7 separate regions of the Mus musculus genome follow, and regions 1, 2, 3, 4, 5 and 6 are each linked to region 7. A link is a contact called in public capture Hi-C and promoter capture Hi-C data. All regions are on one chromosome and are shown on one strand. Each heading gives the region's core, a stretch centred on a gene start, on an enhancer-like site or on the middle of the called end of the contact. The rest is flanking DNA. Distances are from core to core; before and after follow the strand shown.

Evidence for each region. Promoter capture Hi-C pulls out the DNA fragments that hold promoters and counts their contacts. Capture Hi-C pulls out chosen DNA fragments and counts their contacts.
Region 1: a contact with region 7 is called in a capture Hi-C map of macrophages, with 2.7 times the contacts expected there. The contact joins the promoter of Stac3 here to the promoter of Rbms2 in region 7. A contact is called at or near these places in 7 of 39 promoter capture datasets (the C10 cell line, cranial neural crest, hippocampal neurons and 2 more), 2 of 484 Hi-C or Micro-C datasets (the N1E-115 cell line and embryonic stem cells), 1 of 115 datasets of contacts at active chromatin or transcription factors (astrocytes) and 2 of 9 other capture datasets (adipose tissue and macrophages).
Region 2: a promoter capture Hi-C map of pre-B cells shows a contact between it and region 7, with 4 times the contacts expected there. The contact joins the promoter of Arhgap9 here to the promoter of Rbms2 in region 7. A contact is called at or near these places in 9 of 39 promoter capture datasets (the C10 cell line, cranial neural crest, frontonasal cranial neural crest and 5 more), 1 of 484 Hi-C or Micro-C datasets (the N1E-115 cell line), 4 of 115 datasets of contacts at active chromatin or transcription factors (acute myeloid leukemia, astrocytes, embryonic stem cells and 1 more) and 1 of 9 other capture datasets (macrophages).
Region 3: a promoter capture Hi-C map of liver shows a contact between it and region 7, with 4 times the contacts expected there. The contact joins the promoter of Pip4k2c here to the promoter of Rbms2 in region 7. A contact is called at or near these places in 3 of 39 promoter capture datasets (the C10 cell line, liver and pre-B cells) and 1 of 115 datasets of contacts at active chromatin or transcription factors (embryonic stem cells).
Region 4: a promoter capture Hi-C map of hippocampal neurons shows a contact between it and region 7, with 2.9 times the contacts expected there. The contact joins the promoter of Shmt2 here to the promoter of Rbms2 in region 7. A contact is called at or near these places in 12 of 39 promoter capture datasets (the 3T3-L1 cell line, the C10 cell line, the HPC-7 cell line and 7 more), 2 of 484 Hi-C or Micro-C datasets (both in embryonic stem cells), 2 of 115 datasets of contacts at active chromatin or transcription factors (astrocytes and large pre-B cells) and 1 of 9 other capture datasets (adipose tissue).
Region 5: a promoter capture Hi-C map of liver shows a contact between it and region 7, with 5 times the contacts expected there. The contact joins the promoter of Dctn2 here to the promoter of Rbms2 in region 7. A contact is called at or near these places in 4 of 39 promoter capture datasets (frontonasal cranial neural crest, hippocampal neurons, liver and 1 more) and 1 of 115 datasets of contacts at active chromatin or transcription factors (bone marrow-derived macrophages).
Region 6: a promoter capture Hi-C map of liver shows a contact between it and region 7, with 5 times the contacts expected there. The contact joins the promoter of Inhbc here to the promoter of Rbms2 in region 7. A contact is called at or near these places in 6 of 39 promoter capture datasets (frontonasal cranial neural crest, hippocampal neurons, liver and 2 more) and 1 of 9 other capture datasets (pancreatic islet).

The regions. Positions count from the first base shown.
Region 1 is chr10:127,500,392-127,503,091 of GRCm38.p6, forward strand. Stac3 (SH3 and cysteine rich domain 3) reads left to right here and starts at 1,295. Exons shown (of 12, transcript NM_001359751.1): 1 at 1,295-1,345; 2 at 2,291-2,458; 3 at 2,699-2,700. The coding sequence starts at 2,393.
Region 2 is chr10:127,320,658-127,323,570 of GRCm38.p6, forward strand. It overlaps Arhgap9 (Rho GTPase activating protein 9), which reads left to right and starts at 1,307. Exons shown (of 16, transcript NM_001285785.2): 1 at 1,307-1,774; 2 at 2,037-2,233. The coding sequence starts at 1,459.
Region 3 is chr10:127,210,286-127,212,985 of GRCm38.p6, forward strand. It overlaps Pip4k2c (phosphatidylinositol-5-phosphate 4-kinase, type II, gamma), which reads right to left and starts at 1,337. Exons shown (of 10, transcript NM_054097.3): 1 at 1,053-1,337. The coding sequence starts at 1,226.
Region 4 is chr10:127,521,067-127,523,906 of GRCm38.p6, forward strand. Shmt2 (serine hydroxymethyltransferase 2 (mitochondrial)) reads right to left here and starts at 1,378. Exons shown (of 12, transcript NM_028230.4): 1 at 1,222-1,378; 2 at 1-49. The coding sequence starts at 1,254.
Region 5 is chr10:127,264,996-127,267,793 of GRCm38.p6, forward strand. Dctn2 (dynactin 2) reads left to right here and starts at 1,267. Exons shown (of 14, transcript NM_027151.2): 1 at 1,267-1,539; 2 at 2,419-2,487. The coding sequence starts at 1,504. It overlaps Gm40800 (a long non-coding RNA gene), which reads left to right. Exons shown (of 2, transcript XR_872171.2): 2 at 372-749. It also overlaps a transcript of Kif5a not described here.
Region 6 is chr10:127,369,164-127,371,881 of GRCm38.p6, forward strand. Inhbc (inhibin beta-C) reads right to left here and starts at 1,385. Exons shown (of 2, transcript NM_010565.4): 1 at 918-1,385. The coding sequence starts at 1,233.
Region 7 is chr10:128,175,287-128,178,096 of GRCm38.p6, forward strand. It overlaps Rbms2 (RNA binding motif, single stranded interacting protein 2), which reads right to left and starts at 1,282. Exons shown (of 13, transcript NM_019711.2): 1 at 1,064-1,282. The coding sequence starts at 1,129.

The sequences.
Region 1 (2,700 bases), core at 45-2,544, 670 kb before region 7:
TCCCAAGATAGGCGGAGGAAGGAGGGAACTGACTCTGGTACGTTGTCCTTTGACCACATGTTAGAGGGCATGCCCCAGTAAGTATACACACTTAGTATAGCTTAAACGATAAACGAAAGTATACTTAGAAATAAACCTCATTACAGAAGGCAGCTGTGGGCTGGCGAGATTGGCTAGTGTGTAAGCCCAGTAGCCTGAGCCCAATCCCTGGATCCCATGGGATGGCCTCTGACGTACACACACACCTGCACTCACACACATCCAGACAGACAGACGAGAGAAGGACACAGGCAGCTGTAACCTTCCCAGGGTTAACTATACAGGGACCGACCTGACTCTTGTTAAAAAGGTTTATTTTTGTTTTATGTGTATAGGTGATTTGCCTACATGCGTTTAAATATACAGCGTGTCTGCGGGTGTAGGTCCTCTGGAACTAGAGTCGCAGAGCTCTGTAAGCTGCCACGTGGGTGCTGGGAACTGAACCCAGGTCCCCTGGAAGAGAAGCTCTGCCATCTCTCCAGCCCCATAGCTTTTGGGTTTTGCCACCATCTTTTTCAGTAACATACATTCTCTTCATCTTAGGGACAGGATTTTAGGCGAAAGGGGAGAAAAATGCACCCGTGCACTTGAGAAAGCACTGCATTCGATCAGCTGCCAGTGAGAAAGTCTTTCGTGGCTGACAGAATTCTGAGTCACATCCTCTTCTCAGCTCCCATCCCTTTCCTAGCCTGAAGTTTTGGTGTTAGCTAGGCATGGTGGCACATACTTTTAATCTCAGCACTCAGGAGCTAGGCAGAATGATCCCTTGAGTTCAAGGCCAGCCTGGTTTACAGAGCAAGTTCTGGGAGAGCCAGGCCCACACAAAGATACCTATCGGGGTGGGGGAGGCAGGAAATAAAATCCAAGAACGTGATTGAAATGAGCCCAGGGAGGGTAAGATTGGAACGGTTATTTGAACCTTAAGGGGAGAGTATGGGGGGTTCCATTATCAGATCTAAAGTCCTTCACGTGACTGCGTCTTGAACAGGAGTGCCTTTCCTGCTGTGGGTATAGCTTGGCAGTCTAGCCACATAGTTAGCATGGCAAAACCCTGTTTTCAATCCCTGGTACTTGGAGTGGGGTGCTACTGTATTGGGTAGAATATGCCTATTCCTGATAAGCCAGAACTGACCTGCTCTGTGTAAACACTCGGAGAAGAGCTGTTCTGGGGGGCGGGGGGGGGGGGGGATGGGAGGAGTCAGGGTCGAGCCCTGCCCCAGACCTCCTGGTTCCAATTTCTCCCTGTCAGCTGTGCTCTCAGCTGTCCACTGTCCTCCAGCCCTGTCACTTCAGCTCTGCCACCACGGTGAGAGGCTCCAAGGCCTACCTACTAATACTGTCTGGGTAGCTGGTGTGGGTCCAGAAGGTACCAGAAAGGGGGCTTACCTCCCTGAAGGAAGAGGGCTAGCCCTCCCCAGCAGCACCATCAAGGTCTCAGAGACCCCTTTCCACAGTGAACTGACTTAGGGAGTCTGGAAAGTAAGTCGTCTCTTCATTATCCTTTCATTTCTTCTAACCTGAGTCTGTTGGGCTTCTTCGTCTCTCTCCTCACCTGTGAGTAGTTTGGGGTTTTGAAGTGAAATTGTCCTAGTTCAGGATGAGTGAGGATTGGAGAAGGGGGTAGGGTGTGGTGGGGTCCAGGGAATGGAGGGGTAAGGGAAGGGAAGGCTCACATTACTCTGAAAACCTAAAATAGCTGAGGCCTGAGGCAGGCCAGGGAAGAACTAGGCACAAGGCCCCCAAGGCTCAGGAGAGAGGTAGGGGAGGACAGATCTCTGGACACACCTTCAGACACGCAGACGGGTTAACCGTGTTAACCATGTTAAACCTCCTGAAGCCACTAGAAGATGTGTATCATCGATCAGAACTACCTGTAGGACAGCTGTTCTCAACCTGTGGGTCGCATAGCAGACGTCCTGCATGTCAGATATTTATATTTCAATTCATAACGGTAGCAAAAGTATAGTTGTGAAGGAGCAGTGAGATAATTTTATGGGTCACCACCACACAAGGTACCACAGCGTTAGGGCCACAGCATTAGGAAGGTTGAGAACTGCTGTAGAAGAACCTAGAAGACAAGCCTTGAGTAGCATGTTGGATTTGTAGACTCTGGGCTTGCTCCTTGATGTGGAAAGTATCCGTGTAAGCAACTGACTGGGGAGTCTTTCCTCTGTTGGACATTTCTCGGGGGACCTCCATAGAATCTCTTCATAAGCTCTGCCAAAGCTGTCTAACCAAGTTTCTCCCAAAGGCTCCCCTTCGAGGGCCACCCTACTGTGTGCAGCAGGACTGCTGGAATAGAAGAACAGCAGACAGAGATTAGAACTCATAGCGGGGCCCAATCTCTTGTAAGATGACAGAAAAGGAAGTGGTGGAGTCCCCTCAGCCCCCCTTTCCAGGAGAGACTCCGCAAAGTGGGGTGAGTCTGGACCTATGTCCGCTTTTGGGGGGAGCGGGGTCCAAAGGGCTGGGAAGCCATCACACAGCCTCTGAAGAAAACTACTCGGATTGAAACCGCTTGTGTGCGTCTCATTTATTATTGGGATAGCCAACACCTGCAACACCCAGCCCCCTAATACCAGGGACGTTGCTTTCCCATGATTGGAAAATGAGACCATGACTGTCATTTAATGATGGGTTTCCTTCACCCCTCCCTCAGCT
Region 2 (2,913 bases), core at 57-2,556, 850 kb before region 7:
TTTTTTAAAAAAAAGAATTATTTACTTATTTATTATGAGTACACTGTAGCTGTCTTCAGACACACCAGAAGAGGGTGTCGGATCCCATCACAGATGGTCGTGAGCCTCCATGTGGTTACTGGGGATTGAACTCAGGGTCTTTGGAAGAGCAGTCAGTGCCCTTAACCACCAAGCCATCTCTCCAGCCCTAGAACTCACTATGTAGATAATGCTGGCCTCAAACTCATAGAGATGCACCTGCCCCTGCCTCCTGAGTGCTGGGTTGAAGGCGTGAGCCACTACATCGACTTCTGTACCGTGTGTGCACGGTCTCCAATTCAGCTGCAGTTAGTAAATTTCCTGTGTTAAGGTCAGTTAAGGTCTGGCCCCCTAAGCTGCTAAGGAGCTCATCCCTTTGTCATTTCTAGTTCTTGACGGCTCCTTCCACACAGGAGACAGTCCTCAACCAGTTCTTGTTAAGCATAGAAATAAAAAAGGCTGGAGAGATGGCTTGGCAGTTAAGAGCTCTGGCTGCTCTTCCAGAGAACCCTGGTTCAATTCCCAGTACCCACATGAGGGTTCACAACCGCCTGTAACTGTTGATCCCAGGGATCCAACACCGTCTTCTGGCCTCCTTGGGCAGCAGACATTTGGATGGTGCTGAGACATACACACAGACCAAACACTCACACATACAACAAGAATTGCAAATGGACGGAGCCCCATAATAAACCCGGGGACCCCTCCAGAAGGTTGATGCATAGATCATGCGCCCTAATGTGTCCTAGACGGGGCTGAAGGAGATATGCACTCTTCTTTTTTCCTTTCCTGCTCGCTTGTTTTTTTAGTTTTTCTGGTTGTCTGTCTGCACAGGAAACACAAAGCTTCGAGTCTGAGGCAGTTTGGGTGGTCACAGGAACACTGAGGCCTGTGTGAGCTTAAAAACGGGTCATGGCATAACCTTCCCTTCATCATTGTCACCTGTACTTTTGTCTGTGTTCTGCTCTTAGCCTGGCTCCTCCTCCTCCTCCTCCTCTTCCTCCTTATGTGCAGCTCAGGGCTCCCTTCAACATCCAGGATCAGGTCTTTCTGACCCTGGAACATCAGGTAACCTCGACAAGGTATCTAAAGATCACCAAGCTAGGTTGTCTTCTCAGATTCCCTGCCTTGCTTGCTGGGTAGGCTGCTGACCACATCCTCTCTCACCTTATTTATACACTTCCTCAACAGACACATCACACAGAAGTTGGACCCCCCCCAAACCTGTGCTGATCTCTCTCCCCTCTTCCTCTCGCCCTAAGGGTCCTGCACACACACACACACACACACACACACACACACACACACACACACACACACAAAAACACACACGCTCACACACACTCTTCAAACCATGCCCTTCTGTACGGAGGCACCAGCTCCTATTTCCTTCTGGAACTTCAGCACCCCCTTTTCCTATAGGTGACAGTGCCAGCCACCATGTTCTCAGGCCGGTGGTGGCCAAGTATCTGGGGAAATCTAGGGCTGAGTCTACAAAGCCCTTCTCAGGGACCCCAGCTCTGCGCCCTCTATCCGTTCACTTACACTGGGGCAGATGGCCGGCAGGTGTCTCTGGCTGAAGGTGACAGGTTCCTACTGCTTCGAAAGACCAACTCAGACTGGTGGCTGGCGAGGCGTCTGGGCGCACCCCCCAGCTCTCGGCCCATCTTTGTTCCAGCTGCATACATGACAGAGGAATCAATCTGCTGCCACAACCCAGCAGACACTACCTACAACAGCTCCCTCTGGACTCCTGGTAAGTAAGCTTTGAGCCTCCCCCCTCTTCACCTTTCCGACTCTCTGACTCTTCCCGCTTGAGCGCTGAGAGCACTACTCTGTCTTACCTTCTGCGGACTCCTTTGATAAGCCTAGTTCTCACCCAAGCCACTGTGGCGTCCCCTTTACACTCTTAGCTCTAGGGCCCGTGTCACTTCCCGGCAGCCTTGCCCTGCATTCCTAGACAATTCCCAAGGTCATATCTGTCCTCACCTGCCACTCCTTCACATCTCTCTTTCCAGGGACAAAGCTGTATCATGGCTCCCTGGAGGAGCTCTATCTGCCTCAGGAACCCCAGGTTGCTTCTGGGCAGCCTCTTCACCATCCCCACAAGATGTGCAAAAGTGTCAGCACGGGCAATGTGAAGGCCTGCTCCCTGAAATCCTTCAAGGAAGGGCCAGGAGAAAGGTCTCACTGGTGGATGACAGAAGTTGCTGTGGTGAGTTACAGAGCTTCCTGGAGCATAACTCAGAGCTTGGTCGGCCGCCTGCACTACAGCAGGGTGGGGCGGGATCTATGTGAAGTGGTGAACTGGACACAGCCTCCCTCCCTTAAGTACTGAAGGTAGGAGAGGGGGACACAGACAACACCCCTCCCTTAAAGATCAGAGAGGAGGGGAGAGGGGGACAGATGGACACAATGAGGAGAAGAGGCTGAGGTGCTCTGAGAAGATCTCGCAGGAGCAGGAAGAGTGGCCATAAGCAACGTAGGGGATGAGAAAGGACAGTCGAGTTACAGAGGCCCTGGAGGAACAGGGTATCCAGTACAGCCAAAGGAATGTCAGCAGACTGCTTTTCTCCAGTTCTAACTCCTAGCCCAGGGCAAGGTTTGTCCTAAAGTCCTGTCTTCAAGTCAGGACACTAGCAAGTTCCTTCTAACACTGAGTGCCTTGGTCAGCCCCTCCCCCACTCTGTTGTCAGTTGTATTTTGAGCCAGGGGTCTTAGTCCGCAGTAGGCCCAACTCGCCCCGCTTCCTTTTGTAGTTCAGACCGACCTCAAACTCCAGCAGCTGTCCTGCCTCAGCCTCCCAAACGCTGGGGTTGCTGGGATTACGAGCAAGCCCAGTGTACACTCTCTCTTTCACGGGTGTATAACAAGTCTTTCTCTTCCCTAGCTCTA
Region 3 (2,700 bases), core at 87-2,586, 960 kb before region 7:
TCCACTAGTCTTACCCACAGCAAATGCCTTAAATGGAATCCTCGCTAAAGATAATACCCCTGAGAGCAGCCAAGGCAGAAGGGAGCTAACTGACCGCCAGCGATGTTCCAATCAGAACATAACAATGTGGCCTCTTCCTCGCCCCCTCACACCTCCACAACACATCATGTCTACAACCCAAAGAAGTGGTAATCAAAATAGTCCCTGTCAAGCTCAAGATAACTGCATGCTTCCTACTCCCGACCTAAGTAAGGAGAAAACCAGCCATGCCTCACTAGCCTTGGTTCCTCCACGATATCCTCAGGACAGGAGGTGCACTGGGCCCATCGGTCTCAGTTGCACTGTTCCGAGCCCCTTCTGGCACCTAAAGTCCACCAATAACGTCCTTGCCACCACGGCTCCTCAACCTTTCCCTGGTTACAGGTGACTCCATTTATAGCAAACACCATCACTCCAGCCAACAATGGGGACACAGCTAAGCCCAAAGACATATATTAGCATTTCGACCTCAGAGAGGGCATCCCTAGGGTAGAGTGGGGTAACTTCTCTGAAACGCTGAATCTCTGGAAAGGGCATGCAGGGTTAGAAGGTCCAAAAAGCCTAGAGGCATTCCCAGAAAAAGCCAAGGTTCGAAAGTCAAGGGCTGGGGCTCAAAAGCAAGGTGGAGAGGAAATCAAACTACTTCTCTGGCCAGGCAGTAGTACCCAGACACGCTTCACGCACTGTCGCACCCAGACCTCACCAATAACCCTTCAGAGCCACTCCCCTTAATGTCCCTCTGGCTGCAGCCGGATCCTGGCCAGTCCCTGTAGCCTGGGGCTGGACCTGACAGGAAGGAGTCAAGGAACAGAGCTGGATATCAGGTGAAGATGGAACTCTAGGGGAGGAGTAAAGGGGAAGGGGACAGACAAGAGTCTCCACCAGAAGCCACCCCGGGGGACACCGGGGAATGGTGCGCTGGGAACCAGGCCGGGCGGGGGAGAGGCGGCAGCGCGAGGACCCGGATGATCCTCGGGCCAAGGGGCAGGAGCCGGGGTCCCGCCGGTTCTTACCGAGTGAGCGACGCCCCACAGGAACACGCCCACCAGCGGGTCCGCGGCCCGGAACACCTTCACTTTCTGCTGTACGAAATGCTTCTTCTTGGTTTTGGAGGCGAAGCCGAATCCCGGGCCGGGGCCTCCAGCTGCCGCGGGTGCGGTGGCGGGAGGGACGGAGGAGGACGCCATAGTCTCCCGCGCACCCGAGCGAGTGGAAGCGGGAGCTAGCCGCGACTCCGAAGCCCGACCCGGAAGCGGTGCTCACCTGCGCAGCCGTCATGTGACCGGAGGCCCGCCCTCAGGCGCGCGAGCGGGGCGGGGCGGGGCCGGCGGGGATGGCTCCACCCCCTCGGCTGCCGGGCGGTCACCTGGCTCGGGTTGCACTCACAAGGATGCGGGGTTGGCGCTGTGCAGGGCGGCGCTTCTGTCGCTTCCGGTTCTGTCCAGTTTCTAGTGGATGAGCTCTGTCCGTAGGCGAACGTTCTGTTTGAGACCGGTCTCCTTGCTTAGTCCAGGCTGGCTTCAAACTTGCTATCCCCTGCCTCATTCTCGGTATAAAGTTTGGGTATTACGGAAGTGAGGATTGGTCCTCCATGAAGTTGGGGTTGCAGACTCCATGAAGTTGGGGTTGCAGACATGACAAATTTAAATATATACATTTAATTGTTCTATGTATATAGGTGTTTGGCTGGCACGATGTAAGTTCAGTGCCCCGGAGGCCAGAGGAGGGCGTCGGATCCTCCGAACTGAAGTTGTGGGAGCTGGGTGTCAAGTATGGTCCTCTGGAAGAGCTAATGCTCTTTTTTTTTTTTTTTTAAAGATTTATTTATTTATTTACTATATGTAAGTACACTGTAGCTGTCTTCAGACACTCCAGAAGAGGGCATCAGATTTCGTTACAGATGGTTGTGAGCCACCATGCGGTTGCTGGGATTTGAACTCAGGACCTTTGGAAGAGCAGTCGGCGCTCTTAACCACTGAGCCCTCCCTCCCTCCCTTCCTCCTCCTCCTCCTCCTCCTCCTCCTCCTCCTCCTCCTCCTCCTCCTCCTCCTTCTTCTTCTTCTTCTTCTTCTCTCTCTCTCTCTCTCTCTCTCTCTCTCTCTCTTTGTTTTTTGGGTGTTTGTTTGTTTGTTTGTTTGTTTTGTTTTGAGACAGGGTTTCTCTGTATAGCCCTGGCTGTCCTGGAACTCACTTTGTAGACCAGGCTGGCCTCGAACTCAGAAATCTGCCTGCCTTTGCCTGTCAAGTGCTGGGATTAAAGGCATGTGCCACCACTGCCCGGCTAAGTCATGTCTTCATCTTCTGGAAATATGAAATTTTAGGTCATGGCCCCAAGTTGATTTTTTTTTTTAATTCGTTCATTAATTCATCTAGTCAACAGGTATTTACTGAGAACATAATTGGAAGCCACTACCATTTTGGGGCTGATTCTCCTCTGGTTGAAGCAAAGGAAAAATTCTACCCTAGAGGAATTAAAAGTCTAAAGACGCAGACTAGCCAAGGAGAAGGCTGCAGTATTAAGAGATAAGGACATGCCGGGCAGTGGTGGTGCATGCCTTTAGTCCAGCACTCTAGGAGGCAGAGGGAAGCAGATCTCTAAGTTCCAGACCAATCTGGTCTACAGAGCAAGTTCCAGGACAGCCGGGGTTACACAAAGAAACC
Region 4 (2,840 bases), core at 128-2,627, 650 kb before region 7:
GCTGGGCCCGGGCAGCCATGCAGACCAGCTGACCACATCTCTGCAGAGGCTCAGGGCAGAAAGGCCAGGGTTAATTAAAAATTGTCCAGATCTCTTCTCCCAGCTGCCCTCAGTCATGGGTACAGATCGAGCCCTCTGGCTAAGTACGCAGCCTGGTCCGGCCAGCAGTCAGTGCTCTCTACCCCCACTTTCATCTTGAATAGCAAGTTCTAGAGTCAAAGGTTCAGATCATTATCCAAAGGGCAGTTTTGGTCAACTCTAACACAACGCATCCCTAATCACCCTGAGTGACTCTGCAAAGTCACAGAGCAAAGCTTGTGCCCCAGAAGCCCATGTCCCTCCAATTCAGGTGAGAGACACTGCGATTCCAGAGTCTCCCCACACACAGGAACAAAATGACCATCCTAAGGTCCTGGCTGCTCTTGTGGGGGACAGCGGTTCATCTTCCAGCACCCACAAAACAGCTAACAACCATCTGTAACTCCAGTTCCAAGAGATCTGATGCCCTCCTCTGACCTCTGTGGGTACCCAGGCATGCACGCAGTGCACACACAGTGCAGTTAAAATATTCATAAACATAAGAGGTGGACTTCCTGCAGGGCCTCCGGACATGAATACCTCCATGAGAGAAGATACCAAGCTAACAGGGCTTAACACCAGAGGCTTTTAAAGGGTGGTTTCCAGAGCAACCTTTAAAAAGTAGGAGGATAGACTTTTAAGCAGTTCTTGGAAAGAGTTGTGTACTGGCGGGAGTTGGGGTAGGCTGAAGGTGTTTGCCCAAAATCTTAATTTTATCTCACACTCACAGACACACACACACAGCACCTCGCTACCTCCTTCCTGCCCACACAGCAGCAGGACCCTTGCGTGATGAAAGTACTGAGGCTCGGTTGCATCATCTCCATAGCTCAGAGCTGGCGGGAAAAATTCAACTAGCGCATCGAAGCCGGGAACCCCACTTGTTTGCTAGGATATTGTTAACACAGCGTCTGCGGACCTTTACCTTAAGAGTCGTGTCAACTGGGTGACTACAAGACCCTACCTAGGTCGTCTGATCGCCAGAACTAGGGGCCCAGCCACCGCACATGTGCTGTCTCAGGGATTTCCTGGTTAAGCATCTGTTCCCCGAGGCCCCAGAACACGTGCAGCAAGGAGCCAGGAGAACCCCACTTTGGGTGGGCCTTTCCACTGATCATCCAGTAAACAGAACCCTGTTCTTACCCGAGTGGTCCGAAGCAAAGAGAAGGATACCATCGCTACAGGAGGCACAGGAGGACTAGCCACTAACTCTGTATCGGTGTAGTACCGGGGTCGAAAACCAGCTGCTCTTAGAACGCGTGCGCGAGAAAATTGCCCCCGTGAAGTTCGAGTGAAAGAGGCGTTCCCTGCGCATGCGCAGTACTGGGTTTTTTTAAAAAATTGCCTTCTGGGAATTGTAGTTTTTTACTTTGCTCTTTCCCATCTATACAAGTCCCGGTATGGAGAGCTTTGCCTGAAAAGTTCTTAGACTTAAAGCTCCTCCATGTCCTTTCTTGAAGCTCTTCAGAGTTTCTGTTTTGTTTTTCCTTCCGGTTTTCCAGGCAAGCGCTTTTTGGTTTGTTTGTTTGTTTGTTTATTTTCGTGTGGTTTATGCCTACCAAGCATATCTAGCATATGGTTCTCAGGGAGATTTAAAACATATTTAGAAGATAAATACACACAGTGAAAGCAGATATAGTTTGAAAGGGTAAAAGACTCAAATCCTTGCTTTAGGATTACAACACAAAGTCCTCCGTTTCTTCCAATGTTAAACCATGACATTGTCATTCCAGTACTAGGGAAGTGGAGACAGAGAGATTGAAAGGTCAAGGCTAGTAGCCTCAGCTACATGTGAAGTTAGAGGACAGTGGACCTCAGATGAGCCTGTCACACTTTGCCCACTCCAACACAAAGAGCTTGTAGAAGGGATTAAATGAAACTTCGCATTCGGACGCTGGCTCCGGTGGGTTGTCCTCTTCCCCTGACTCACAGCCTGCCTCCTCTGTGTCTATCCAGCTGTCAGGTGAGAGCAGAGTAGCCATCCCTCCTCTTCTCACACGGTTTGCATTCGTTTCTTATTTACATCTCCCTTACTCCCCAGCAGTCGCCCACTTCTTTTTTTGTTTTTGTTTTTTTTGGGGGGGGGGTTGTTTTGTTTTGTGTTTTGTTTTTTTGTTTTTGTTTTTGTTTTTTGTTTTTGTTTTTTGAGACAGGGTTTCTCTGTGTAGCCCTGGCTATCCTGGAACTCACTCTGTAGACTAGGCTGGCCTCGGACTCAGAAATCTGCTGGCCTCTGCCTCCTGAGTGCTGGGATTAAAGGCGTGCGCCACCACCGCTTGAGGACATCTTCTTAAGGCCTCTGCTCAGAGACACACAACCAAACCTCTTGGGGATTCCAGGAAGCAGTGGTTTTGAGAACCATTGGCCTCTGATAGCCATTTTATACCTTTACTCATTCAGTAGACATTTAGCCATGCCTTAGCCCTGGAGACACAAGGGGCTCACTAATAGTGACCCAGACAACACGAAACACTTCACTTTGTTCTCTTATACCCAGATAAGAGGGAGGGAGGGAGGGAGGGAGGGAGGGAGGGAGGGAGGGAGGGGGGGAAGGGGGGAAGGGAGGGGGGAGGGATGGATGGAGGGAAGGAGGGAGACAGAGACAGAGACATAGCCCTGTGAGTCAGGTTTTGGTGGTGGTTTTTGGGTTCAGTTTTTTTGGGGGGAGGTGGGGTGGAGTTGTTTTTTGGTTTTTGGAGACAGGGTTCCACTGTATATCACTAGCTGTCTTGGAACTCTCTGTGTAGACCAGGCTGGCTCAA
Region 5 (2,798 bases), core at 17-2,516, 910 kb before region 7:
CCCAACCCCCTTCCTCCTTCTCCTCTTCTGTTCTTGTTTTGAGACAGCTGGAGCTACATAGAGATTCTGGGACTCACTAGACCAGGCATGTGCCACCACACCCAGCCTTTCCTTCTGTTTTAAAAATGGGTCAGTGAGATGGCTCAGCAGGTGAAGGGGCTTGCCACACGACTGAGTTTGATCTGCAGGACCCCCATGGTGGGGAGAGAAAGCAGATGCATAACAGCTGTCCTCTGATCTCCACGTTCCTGTGTGCGCGCACACACACCACACACACAAAGAAACAAATTAAATTAAATAATTGGGGTTTCTATTGTCATGCATTGATGTGGCAAAGTAAGAGGATTAACCATACTGTATCTCTCCTCCAGAAAGATTGGTTGCTGACTGGACACAAAGCTACTATATGTAAGGTCCTGAGTTCAATCCCCAGCACTGAAAAGTGAGTTCCAAGCCACCCTGAACTACAGTTTGAGACCTGTGTCAAATTCCTTCCTCCTAATTTCTGGGGAACTATTAATGAAATTGATGACCGTCATGGAGAGTTCAGTCAGACTGTGAGCCAGCGCTTTTTCATTTAAGATGTCCAGACTTTTGAAGAAAAAAAGAAGAAGAAATAGCACCCTCAGACGAACTTGGGTTTCAGATTATTATATGCATATCAGAAATATAAGAAGCATGCTTATACTAACAATTGTTAGTTGTTGACCTGAAATTAACTTCAATAAAAAATTGTTATTATTTATTTATTTTATGTGTATGGGTGTTTTGTCTGCATGTATGTCAGTGTACCACGTGTGTGTCTGGTGCCCTCAGAGGCCAGAAGAGGGCACCTGGTACTGGAATTATAAATGGCTGTGAGCCACTATCTGGATGCTGGGGATAGAACCCAGGTCCTCTACAAGAGGACTGTGCTCTTAACCCCTGGGACATCTTTCCAGCTCCTGAAATTAAAATTTAACTAGGGTCCCTCTATTTTGTCCAGAAGCCCTAACCTGAAAAGACGGCCTCATTTTTCTATTCTTTAAATGTTTACTAAATCTTGCTATTGTTTACAACGTGGCGAGCTGTGTGGTTTCATGTAACCAATCTCTAGGTTTTCTAAAGCAGGAATTATGAAACTCCTTTCATAGACTATTAAGAACGAAAGGAGATAACTGTATGCAATAGCTCCCTAACGTTGTTATTGTCGCTTCCAGCCCAAGCCCCAGAAGACCGGGACTACATATCCCACAATGCTAGGCGGCGTCTCCTCGCCATTACCTCATTCCCTGTCGCTCTCACCAATCCCAGCCTGTCCAGGGGTGTGGTAGCCGGCTGTCCTCGCGACTTTTGCTGTCCCCCGCCTCCTGCCGGCCTGCTCCTGTCGCGAGACTTCCTGCTCCTCCGCCGCTCCCCTTATCGTCGCCTTTGCTGGGGACCCGGACCCAGCCTCTCCCCCACTCGGTCACCAGCCCCGGCTCCTCCGAGGCCTCGGTCCCCCAGCCCCGCCTCGCCGCCGCCATGGCGGACCCTAAATACGCCGATCTCCCCGGCATTGTGAGTACAGGGCCGGGCCCGGCTCCCCAGACCGCGCCCCCGACCTCCCGAGGACCCCCAACAGAAGCCAGCCCGCGACCCCTCCCGCTGGCAGCCCCCTAGCCCCAAGGGTCCCCGCCGCTCGCCCTTCGACGGCCGCAGCACCTTCTGGACTCCAGACCCGACTGGGCCGGGCCGTTGGACCGCGTCGGGCCCTTTTTCTGGCAGTAGCCGGTTTCTCCGCCCAGAAATCGCCTCCGGGCGCTTACCACTTGAGCCCGAATGTCTGTACCGTCCATGTCAACAGTGCCCTTGTCGCCCCAAATTTCCCGATTGCCCGCCCCCGCACCCTGACTCCAGCCGAACTCACCAGGCCACTTGGTGGCCTTCATCTTGCCAGGGAAGAGGTTACTGTTGCAGAAACCTTGTGCCAGTGGGGAGCTCTGTGCATTGCGAGCACCTGTGTGCTTGCTCCTCATGCACAAGCCGGCATGTACCCTCCGTTGATGCTGTCCTCTCTGCATTCTCAGGGTTGGGGGCGGGGGGTTGGCACACCGGACCTTGAGAACTAAGGTCCTGAGTCACTCTCAACCCTTGTACAGTGATGTGCAGGGCCTAACTCAAGAAACCCTCACCAGATTAGGACAAGATAATTACCAAGGACTGGCCTCTCAGCCATGTTCAGGGTAGCATCTTTCTTTCACTATGGACGTTTTATCCCAGATCCCAGTTTGTACCTGTGGTCATCCCACTGGATGAAACGGACATAGAGTTGACAGGGGAGGTGGAGGGCGGAATCCTTGAATGACAGTCAGGTTTTGCAATGCCTTGTTCAAAGGAAATGGGATAAGGGATGAATGCTGGGTAATGAGTCTGGGTGGTCACCGCTTCTCCCTGCAGGCCAGGAATGAGCCAGACGTTTATGAAACCAGCGACCTACCTGAGGATGATCAAGCAGAGTTTGATGCGGTAAGACTGTGTGCTACCTCAGGATCCCTCTGGACTCTGACCTTTCTCCCCAGATGCAGGTCCTTTTCCTTCTCTGGCAAGCCACAACAATAAGTGGGTATGCCAACCCCAGCCTGGGTGGTGTGGAGGTCTCAGGGCTTTCAAAGGCCTTGCCCAGCAGCTGGCAGCCACCAATGAACAATGCCAGAAAGGAGAGTCGAGCCAGTGAGATTACAACTAACAAGACCTGTAAAACCCAAGTCTTATTAAATACAATTGAGATATCTCAAAGCAGTTACATTCTGGACTAGTGATTAGTTAGGCCCCAGGGT
Region 6 (2,718 bases), core at 135-2,634, 810 kb before region 7:
GAAAGAATGGGAGCCCAGGCTCGATGGCTGCATAATTTGTGCTGGGTCGTGAGGGGGAAGAAAGTAGGTGCCAATCAGTCAGGGGAAAGCGGCTAGGAGCATGGTGTGGCGCGTGGCACCGTCTTCCAGACCAGAGAGCGAGTGAGCTTGCAATAGCTTTTAAGTCTTCTAAGTTCTCATCTTCTCTCCAGCTCTCTCCGCTATGGAAGTAATTCTTTCTTTATCTTTTATCCGTTGTTTGTTTGTTTTCTAGACAGAATTTCTGTGTGTGGCCTTGGCTGTCCTGGAACTTGCTCTATAGATCAGGCTAGCCTTGAACTCAGAGACCCCCACCTACCTCTGCCTCCCCAGTTGAGTTCTGGCATTAAAGGTGTGCGCCACCACCTCCCAGCTGTAGGCCTGAATTTCTTTACCCTTATCTTTCACACCTCTTTCTGAGTTTTTATTTGACATTGTCTGATGTGAGGACCTGAGGTGCGGAGAGATGTTATAATCTTGGTGTCTTACTTTTTCTCTCTTTACAGACATGGGGTATTCTCGAGGAAGAGGAGGTGATTGATAGATCCTGGAGTCAGAGAAATCACAAACTGCCCAGTAATCGACCCTTGGCCTGGGGACTGGGCAGGCTCACACAGGGAGGGTTATAGATTGGGGGGGGGGGGGGCGAGAAAGAGGAGGGAAGGAGAGAGAGAGAGAGAGAGAGATTTCTAAAGAAGTGAAACCAACAGCTCCCAGCTCCCACCAAGTGAACCTGACCTAACTTAGAGAACCTGAGGCGTAGGAGCCCCCGGGTGCGCAGGCGCAGAGTGTGCAAGCAGGATGTTTTTGGCGAGGATGAAGTCAGAAGCTAACTAGGGAGGAGACTTTCTCCTTCCTAGGGTCAGGTTTGGGGCCAGAGCTACGGACCATGGACCTACCTGTGTCAGCAAAGCTGATGATCTCATATTCTTCTTGTCTCTGGTCATGCTCCAACAGGGTTTCCCGTCGAGGCCCGCGGAGGCGCTGCAGCGCGGTCTTGAGAGCCCCTCTGGACACTGGCCGACTGAGTATGGGGCGCTGGCTGAGGTGCAGCTTGTCCAGGATACTTTTCTTGGCCAAATCGAGAAGCAGCTCCCGCTGGCTCTCCAGGTCAAAGATGGCACCCCAACATGCTGGGCATGGACCCTCAGTTTTGGGGTTCACTACTGTGGTTGGAGTCAGGAACAGAAGAGCCAGGAGCAAGGAGGAGGCCATTGCTGGAGGATAGCCTCCTTAAAGGACCCAAAGCCTATATTCAGGGTCTCAACGGGAGTGGCTTCAACTCTGTCCTGGGCACCAGGGACCCTGGGAGGAATGTGACTGACCTCCGACTGGCATGACTCCTTTTTGTCAGAGATACAGCGGCCAAACATCTGGCGTGAAAAATGAAGCCAGTTCAGGTGGAACTTGGCAGTATTCTCCTGTAGCCAGTGAAAGTACAGAGGGGGTTGTGTGGATTGTTTGAAGAAAGAAATGTCTGCCTCTTGCTTCTGTTGGGAGATTGTTAGCCAAATGAGCTGCCAGACCAGGGGACAAAGGTTAGAGCCTTGCTGTGAAGCCTGGGGGAAAAGTGTTGTGAGCAGCGGTTACTTCAGGGGCTAAGGCTGGATAATCACCAGAAGTCAGGACTTAACAGTCTCAAAAAGAAAAAAAAAATTGTGACTTTTTGTGTGTGCATGGTGTGTGGTTGAGTCAGATTTGCACTCAGCTTGGGTTTACTTTGATCTTGCTATATAGTGGAGGTTGGTTTTGAACTTCTGCATCTGCTTCTCAAATCTGGTCTCACAGGCATGGACTACCGTGTCCAGTTAAGAGGCTGACTTCTTTGTTGTTGCTTGCTTGTTTGTTTTTGAGACTGGATCTCATGGTGTAGCCCTGACTGGCCTGGAACTGGCTATGTAGACCCTCCTAGTCTTGAACTCACAGAGATCTACCTGTGTCTGTCTTGTAAGTGCTGAGAATAAAAGTATATGTCACCACACCTGCTTAAATGGTGACTCTTAAAAAAAAAAAAAAAAAAAAAAGAGGCACTTTAAAGTTTCCTCTTCCTCGCTTCTCCTCCCCACTCCTCCTTCCCCTCCTCCTCCACTTCTCTTTTTCTTTTTCTTTCCTTTTCTTTTCTTTTCTTTTCTTTTCTTTTTTTTGAGACAGGGTTTCCCTATGTATCCCTGGAATTAACTCTATAGACCAGGCCACCTCTGCTTCCCAACTGCTCGGATTTTCCTCCTTAGGGCTTTCAGCCCAACCTTCTTTGTTAGTTCAGGTTGGATTCTGCCCACTAAGTCACAGTTACCATCTGAAAGTTAAGGAAAGGGGAGAGAAAAAGAAATGTCCAAACCAGATGTTCTTAGTGTGTCCCGTCAGAAACATAGGTGGGCGTGTGAGAACTGTTGAGAAAACAATAGGTTTGCAAGCATGTCAGTTTCTTTGGTTGCAATTTACCAAATGATTCTAGTTTCCCCAGATAGCCTGCAAGGCTGTTGGTGATCAACAGTCCTCTTTGCAGAGCCTTATTGAATACAGAGGCCAAGAGCTGACATGGATACAAAGAGTCACCGTGGGTGGTTACATGTTAATAACTCAGCTGGAGAGCTGCTGGAGACTAGGAGAGCCTCTGGGCTGAGCTAGAAGACACAGGATTGCAGGAAAGGGAGAGGACTATCTCTCAATAGATGGAGAGATGGAAATATGGGCCAATGG
Region 7 (2,810 bases), core at 32-2,531:
CTTGCACCATCACCTGGCTGTAGAGCTTTCTTTCTTAAGCACATAAACAGAATGAAAACCACATAAACTACCCACCAGAGTACTGCCCTGATGAGATACTAGTATTCGAGTCTCTGAAATGGTCTTTTCAGGTCCACGAGGATATGAATCTCTCCCCACCTCCAACATTCCATCAAACAAGCATAGATCTCTGCACCACGTGTTTTCTTAAAGAACAGCTGTAATGCTCAAAAGAGACCAAAAAGTCTTCCTGCTATGGCTCAAAGCTCCTCCTCCAGCATTGCATACCACAAAATGCCAAGAAACTGCCAAGGATACTCTCTGGCAAATGTGGGCAAGCCTGTCTATCTCTCTCCAGGCTGTTCATTCACTCAAACATACCTTAACTCCTCAGGCAGCCAGGGGTTAATCATAAAGACTCCAGGGATCCTTGCTAAGCCTGGCTATCTGCAGGGTTCCAAGTATCCTCTCAAAAGGCATGACCCAAAGAATCACAGAGCTTTCTGCCTTAATCCCAAAGCATGTTATCTCCCCAAATTCCTCTGCCAGGATGGGTGGGGTGGGGTAGGGTCTCTCGTCTAGAAGCACACACTTAATTCTTGATGAGCCTTGAGACCTCTCAAACTACCTGTAATTTTTCTGCTATCTGGTGGGTTGAGTAAAAAGCGAAGTGAGGTGGGGGTAAGGGTGGATGCAATTAACCAAAATGATAAAATAATCTTGCCGGGTGTGAGCCTAGGGACAAGGTCTGAGTTGTCAGACTATCCCCGGGACCATGGGCGCAGCAGCAGACAGGCAGACTAACTTCGTTTCAGAAGATACAAACTTGCAAAGTTGGTTGTTTTTATTCCGCTGCCTCCTCCAGCCTCACAAACTTCTGCTCTAAATTCCTTTAACTCCAGAACCAGGTGCAAAAAGGCAGGAAAGACGCGGTGGAAGGAGAGGCGCTGAAGGGGGACAGAGGAATCTCGTTCCCCTCTTAAAGGAGAATTCTAAAACCAAGGGCGCTCCTGGATCCCTAGGAAAGGAAGTAGCTGATTCCCCAAAAGCACTTTTTTCCTACCTTCTTGTTGTTCTTGTTATAGCCAAAAGTCGAAATCCCAGGCCTGGAAGTCACTGATAGCAGCATTTTTTCTTTACTGTTACGGAGCTGAGAGAGAGAAAGAAGAGAGTGAAGGAAAGGGAGGGAGAAAGAGGGAGGGAGGAGGGGAGGGGGAAAGGAGAGGGAGAGAGGAAGGGAGGGAAAGAGGGAGGGAAGGGAGAAGGGAGGGGGAGGAGAAAGAGGAGAAAAGGAGCACGCAAGAGAGAGAGAGGGAGTGGGGGGGGGGCCTGCGGGGAAGAATGAGCTAGGTCTGCTCCTTACGTCACTGAGAGAAGTTAACCCAAAGTCAGAACGAGCCACTTCCACTGGGTCCTAATGCCCGGGATGTTCTGTTTTGGTTTTGGTTTTCATAGGCTTAGTTCAAGCTAGAAAGAAGAATTCTTAGGTCTAATCCTTTTCAAATGTAACCCTGTTTCTCCATGAACAAGTTCTGATTATTATGAAAAGACAATTAACCTATTATTAATAAAAGACAATGGTTTTTGTTGTTGTTTTGTTTTGATTTGAAGCTTTCTTTCCCTGAGATCTCAGCTACAAGATTTCAAACTTGGCCTGAAAAATGTCTTAGTAAGTTGCCAGGCCTATGCTCAGTTCCCAGATCTACATGGTAGAAGGAGAGAACCAGCTACCAAAAATTTTTCTCCCCCGACCCCAGCACCCAATGTGGCATGCCCACATATGCACATACAAAAAGAAATAAATGAAATAGTATATATATATATATATATATATATTTAAAGACATCAAGCTTAGTGTAAAAGGACCATCTTGACTGCCTCCCAGAGCATGGAAAGAAGACTATATGGCAATACCGTGTGTGAGAGCTCAGAGCTCAGACTAGTTTATATTAGGGTGATTTTTTTTTTTTTTTTTTTTGGTTTTTGAGACAGGGTTTCTCTGTGTAGCCCTGGCAGTCCTGGAACTCACTTTGTAGACCAGGCTGGCCTCGAACTCAGAAATCCACCTGCCTCTGCCTCCCGAGTACTGGGATTAAAGGTGTGCACCACCACGCCCAGGCCCAGCTTATATTAGGGTGATCTTGATGCAGTAAGAAAGATTTTGGAGTCTGGAGAGCTGGCTCAGGGGTTAAGAGCATGGCTGCTACTCCAGGAGAGCACAGCTGATTCCCAGCATCCACATGAGGTGACTCACAGTCACCTCTATGGCCACTAGCTTCCATGGATACCAGCATGCTCACACATGTGTGCTCTCTCTCCCTCTCCCACTCCCCCCCCCCATCATATACACATGCATACGTATATACACATACATAAGTACACAAAACACACACAGAGACACACATACACACACAATGTTTTATTTTTTATTTTTTGAGACAGGGTTTCTCTGTGTAGCCCTGAATGTTCTGGAACTCACTCTGTAGACCAGGCTGGCCTGGATATCTGCCTACCCCTGCCTCCCAAATGCTGGGATCAAAGGTGTGCACCCCCACTGCCAAGCTAATTTTTTTAACATTAAAAAAAAAGTATCTTGGAGCTGGCGAGATGGCTCAGTGGTTAAGAGTGCCAACTGCTTTTCCGAAGGTCCCGAGTTCAAATCCCAGCAACCACATGGTGGCTCACAACCATCCGTAATGAAATCTGACGCCCTCTTCTGGAGTGTCTGAAGACAGCTACAGTGTACTTACATATAATAAATAAATAAATAAATAAATAAATAAATCTTTAAAAAAAAAGTATCTTAAAAT